Linked DNA regions of Mus musculus: region 2 is linked to region 1. A link is a contact called in public HiChIP or PLAC-seq data. All regions are on one chromosome and are shown on one strand. The core of a region is the stretch at or near the end of the contact, and the rest is flanking DNA. Distances in the headings are between cores, read along the strand shown. Region 1 overlaps Stx1a (syntaxin 1A (brain)). Region 2 holds the start of Mlxipl (MLX interacting protein-like).

What was found. HiChIP or PLAC-seq counts read pairs in DNA pulled down with a chosen protein or histone mark.
Region 2: a contact with region 1 is called in an H3K27ac HiChIP or PLAC-seq map of embryonic stem cells, with 7 read pairs. The contact joins the promoter of Mlxipl here to the enhancer-like site in region 1. A contact is called at or near these places in 3 of 39 promoter capture datasets (cranial neural crest, liver and maxillary cranial neural crest), 13 of 115 datasets of contacts at active chromatin or transcription factors (the SCID.adh cell line, bone marrow-derived macrophages, effector CD8 T cells and 6 more) and 3 of 9 other capture datasets (adipose tissue, liver and pancreatic islet).

The regions. Positions count from the first base shown.
Region 1 is chr5:135,048,786-135,051,481 of GRCm38.p6, reverse strand. Stx1a (syntaxin 1A (brain)) reads right to left here. Exons shown (of 10, transcript NM_016801.4): 9 at 2,378-2,488; 10 at 382-1,655. The coding sequence ends at 1,578. Among named protein-coding and RNA genes, the nearest start is that of Dnajc30, 14 kb to the left of the region's middle. Within about 2 kb of position 1,386, at least 9 of the 459 cell types and tissues checked have an H3K27ac peak or open chromatin away from gene starts, as enhancers often do. A contact at or near this core is called in embryonic stem cells, where this site is marked.
Region 2 is chr5:135,105,527-135,108,222 of GRCm38.p6, reverse strand. It overlaps Mlxipl (MLX interacting protein-like), which reads right to left and starts at 1,332. Exons shown (of 17, transcript NM_021455.5): 1 at 1,008-1,332. The coding sequence starts at 1,300.

The DNA of each region.
Region 1 (2,696 bases), core at 137-2,636:
ATGAGAATTGGTTCCCAGCACCCACACGGGGGCTAAAGACTATAAATAAATCCAGTTGCAGGGACTCCAACCCCCTTTCCCAACCTCTTAGGGCCCCAGGCACACACATGTATGCTGGTAAAACATTCATATAGACGAGACATCTGGAACCTTGCCTTTGACAAACAAGGGCTTTGGCTTCCCCTAGGTAAGGATGTGAGGTTCTGGGCACGTCTCAAAAGCCCAGATGTTAACCACTGATTACCCTGAGGCAAATGAAAGCCTGTGTATCGAGGAGGGAGGGATCCTTCATCTCTGAGCCTCTTCCCCATCAGCACCTCCGTGGTTGATCCCACGTCTCCTATACTGCAGGTGGAAAAGATGTTCCAAACAGAGGCTCACTACAGATACAAATGTTTATTCTACATAAAAATCTCACAAAATGGGCAGCTGGTTGTACCAAGACCTTTGGTGAAGGGGTAAAGGGAGGTGGCCGTGAGAAGGCAGCACGGACAGTGGTCACAGTCACTGGGCAGGAGCAAAGCTGAGGGAAAGGGGGCACACAGACACGGCCCCAGCTCCCGCTGCATGCACTCGCATGCATACTCCTTGCCTGTGGGCGAGAAAGGGGTCCTGGGGCAGGGGGTACAGTTTTGACTCTGAGAAGCCCCAAGATGGCAAGGGGGGAAGTGGGGAGCCCCCTCCCCAGCTGGCTGCTGAATACTGCATCCAGTACACCTGATACCACGTGGCACATCAATGGGAGACGGGGCAGGGTGAGACTACAGGCCCAAAGTGACACCTGGCTTTCAGAGCATAAAGGGCGCAGGGAACTGCTGTCCCCAACATGCAACTCTGGCCACAACTTACCATGCCTGTTAGGACTATGGCCTGCTCCATCCCTCCAACTCAAAGCAAGGCTGGAGATGACACCACTAAGCTTCTTAGTAAAGGGTCACTAGGCTCAGGCCCAGCCCAGGAACATGACTCCCAGGGCCAGAGACACTGTCAGGCTTTGCCCAAAGAGAGGGTACTAGGTGCTCCTAACACCCGCAGCCGTGGCACCCTGAGCCTCCGGGCAAGGGGCAGCTAACAAAGACTCAGTGCTGAGCTATCCCCACCCCTAACCTGAAAAGCAGCACCATGTGACCAGCTGGTCCCCACCTTCCAGGTGCCTTGGCATGGTGGGAAGAGCTGGAGAAGCCAGAGGACGGGACAAGTGAGGGCAAGGTTGGGGTCCAGAAAGGAGCCTGAGTCCCAGGGAAGTGTAGACCCCAGGCTGAAGAAAGGCAGACCTGGCCAGGGCCCGAGTCTTGCCCCGCACTGGCCTGTACCCAGCCACTCTGGCTGTTCCCAATCCTGCTCCCGACTCTGCCTCCTGTACAGACACACACTGTCACAAGATCATGCACACGACACGGCTTGGGGCAGGGTGGTGGGGACGGGAGCCTCATGGCAGAGAGGGAGCAGTGTGGGATGGGAGGGAAAAGGACTCCCAGCCAGAAGGCAGGAGTGGGGAGGGCAACCCAGCTAGGTGCAGCAGCCAGGGGCCTCCTCAGGGAGACCCATCCAGAATGGAGCAGTGGGTGGGGTGGTTTCTATCCAAAGATGCCCCCGATGGTGGAGGCGATGATGATGCCCAGAATCACACAGCAAATGATGATCATGATCTTCTTCTACAGGGACACAAAAGGCAGGCCTCAGAAGAGCAGGTGGGGGGGGGGGGGGGTGGGTACAGTGAGGGTAGAGCCCCTGCCTAGAATCCCCCAGGGAGGGGCTGGGGGCGTGGCTCAGTGGTAGAACCCCTGCCTAGAATGCCCCAGGGAGGGGCTGGGGGCGTGGCTCAGTGGTAGAACCCCTGCCTAGAATGCCCCAGGGAGGGGCTGGGGGCGTGGCTCAGTGGTAGAGCTCCTGCCTAGAATTCCCCAGGGAGGGGCTGGGGGTGTGGCTCAGTGGTAGAACCTGCCTAGAATCCTCCAGTGAGGGGCTGGGGGCGTGGCTCAGTGGTAGAGCTCCTGCCTAGAATTCCCCAGGGAGGAGCTGGGGGCGTGGCTCAGTGGTAGAGCCCCTGCCTAGAATCCCCTGGGGAGGGGCTGGGGGCGTGGCTGGGGTAGAGCTTTTGTCTAGCATTTGCTAGGTCCTAGGTTCCATTCCCAATAGTGAGCCTCAATATAGAACAAATTAAAACAAAACAAAGAAAACGAGCAAAAATCAGTAAAATGGGGGCTGGGTTCTGGAGGGTCAGGACTAGGAATGGGGATGGCCTAGAACGGATTGTTGATGAAGAAGTGGAGGCTATGGTTGGAGCTTGTGAAAACAGGCCGAGCAGGTGGGGGAGGAGGATCCCCTGGTCTGGGGGCTCTCTGGGGCATGGGCTTAAGCAGAGCTGGCCACTGACCCTGCGCGCCTTGCTCTGGTACTTGACGGCCTTCTTGGTGTCTGACACGGCCCTCTCCACGTAGTCCACGGCGTGCTCCACATTGTACTCGATCCTGTCAATCATCTCCCCCTGCAGGACCGGGGGTACCCAAGGTCCAGGCGTCCCTCCTCAGGACCAGGAGGGAGTGCAGGGTAGGGGTTCAGGAAAGTCTCCTGAAGTCAGAAAGAGAGAGAGGAGCTGTGGGAGGAGGGCATGCAGCCTCTCACCTGTGCCACCAGGCCAGGCGTCCTGAGGACAAGACAGCTAGGGGCAGCTCCCACCGGTCCCAAACAGCAGC
Region 2 (2,696 bases), core at 83-2,582, 57 kb before region 1:
CGGTTCTACGAAGGGGAGGAGGCTCGCTGAAGAAGCGTGATATTTACAGAGAAGAAAGATCAAGGCCGGCCGATCCCCCTTTCTCTCCTACTGTTTTCGGTTGATAATTTATCCTCTTCCCACTGCTCCCGGGAACTTTGCTCCAGGGCACTGGGCCAAGACCCCAGTTCGCGCCCTCCTCGGGGACACATAGGTGGGGCTGAAGCTGGGTGCGGCCCCGGAGGTCTGAGCCGTAGTTACAGGGTTCCTGGCTGCCTTGCAGCCTCTTACCGGGTTCGGGGAGACCAGGTTTTCCCTACCCGACCTAGGGTGGACTGCAGCACCCTCTGCTGGCTCTGGGCAGGTGCTGGGCACCGTCTTCCCGCCAACCTTGACGTAGCGTTCTAAATCAGACACGGTGGCTCATGCCTGTAATCCCCGTATTTGGGAGGCCGAGATGGGAGTCCAGCCTGGGCTACCTAGCTCAATGCCAGCCTGAACTTTAGAGTGAGACTCTGGCTCACCAAACTAAATCAAGCCAAAATAAATGGTGTCTGGGCAAGTGAGCAAGAAACTGTTTCCATGTAAGTGGACACTGCCTATGAGGGCGACCACGGGATAACTGCAGCGTGCAGGGAAGAGTGGGACTTTGCAGGGACTGCTGAGGATGAACGAAACAGTCCAGGCATACCACGAGTGGAGGGAGGCAGTGGACGGGATGGGTTATAGTCTGAGGAGTGTGAAAGACACCTGGCATTTAAGTGCAAAAGCAGAAGAATCAAAGAGCGGGGGCCCAACCGTAGAAGGCCCTGCAAAGGTGGAGACAAAGGTGGAGGACAGGACAGTGGCGCCACAAGCAAGTGATGGGACACAAATGATTCATGAGGGTCCGTGGGTTGCGCAGGACCAGGCGAGGAAGATAATGCCTAAGTTGTGTCCAGCGTCCCCCGTAGCAGTTTGGGACAGGAGCCCCAGTGCGCGGTCCCACCACGGAAAGCTGGGACTCAGGCTCCCCGGTCCGCCCTCACCTGTAAGCCAGGCTCAAGCACTCGAAGAGGTGGGTGAGTGTCGGATCGATGCTGCGCGGCCCGAAGTCGGCGAGCCCCACGGGCCCCTCCTGGTCGCGTCGCCGGGTCAGCGAGTCGCTGTGCGGCGAAGACACCATGAAGTGTCCGCTGTGGATGACCTGTGATCGATGCAGGCCACCCGCGCTGCGCCGGGGACTCGGATCCTCCAAGTCCGTATCCGAGTCCGAGTCCGGGCTAGGGACGACCCGGGGGACCTGCAAGTTCACGGATAGATCCGCCAGCGCGCGCGCCATGGCCACTATTGTCGCCAACTCTCGGGCGCTCTGGAGAGCGCTTAACGTAGCCAGCTGCGCCTAATTACCATGGCCACGCCCCTGTTCTCCTGATAGGTCCTTGTGGTGGGCGTGGCCCTTAGTTGGCAGGTGATGTTTAAATTAGCATAACCAGTGAGCGTGGTGTGAAACCACTGATCCTGGAGCTTTGGCGGTGCTTCGCCTTTCTTTCTGTTGAGAGCACTTTTTAGTCTCTACTTTTCAGGTTTCAGAAAGTCTGGCTGGGGCTGGGACTGGGCTGGGGCTGGCTAGCGTGCACAAAGCCTTGGGTTCGATCCTCCGAACCACAGACACTAGCATGGGGGTGATTCTGTAAGTGTAACACTCGGGAGGTGGAGACAGACAGACAGATAGACAGACAGACAGACAGGAAAGAAATAAAGAAAGAAAGAAAGAAAGAAAGAGAGAGAGAGAGAGAGAGAGAAAGAAAGAGACAAAAAAAAAAATCCCAAACAACAAACAAGACCGCTAGCCGGTAAAAGCCTTTGCCACCAGGCTTGAGGACAAGAGTTCAAACCCTAGGACCCACATGTTGGAAGAAAATACTCGATTTTTAAAATTTGACCTCTGAGATCCATATGTATTCCTAGACACATAAACACTAGATAGATAGATGGAGAGAGAGAGAGAGATAGGATAGATAGATAGATAGATAGATAGATAGATAAGATAGATAGATGGATAACCAGAAATTCAGGGTCATCCTCTGCTTCATAGTGAGTTCAGTAAATCGCTTGCCTGCCTTCTTCACTTTCCCAGGGTCCTGTGCGGTTGAACCCCAATGCTTGCTTGTACCCAGGCGCTCTTATGATTGTCCTATGCCTCTACAGCAAAGTTCAGAAGTGGACTCTAAGAGTTCACCTTCTCTAGATCACCTCCCTGCACTCGGGCTTTCTCCTCGGGAAGTTCTCTCACCAGCCCTGAAGCCTAGCTTCTTTCTGTTCCTGCTTTTCTTCCTTTCCTTTTTTCTTTCTTTCTTTCTTTTTCTATTTTTGTTTTGTTGTTTTTCTAGGTAGGGTTTCTCTGTGTACTCCAGGCTGTCCTAGAACTCATTCTGTAGACCAGGCTGGCCTGGAACTCAGAGATCTGCCTGCCCCTGCCTTGGGAGCACGGGGATTAAATGCACGCACCTCCACCACCACCCAGAGATATGGAACTTTCCATGGAGAGTAGAATTTAAATTTTATGGTCTTCTTGTCTCTGCTTCCACAGCGATGGGAGTTTTATAGACAAGCTTATCTTTCTAGATATTGCTGAGGTCCTCAAAGACTTTCTCGGGGCCTGGGAGACAGAATGGAGATGCAGATGAAGCTGTTTGGAGAGCAACCGATGGTTGGGGGGTGAGATGAAGTAGAGT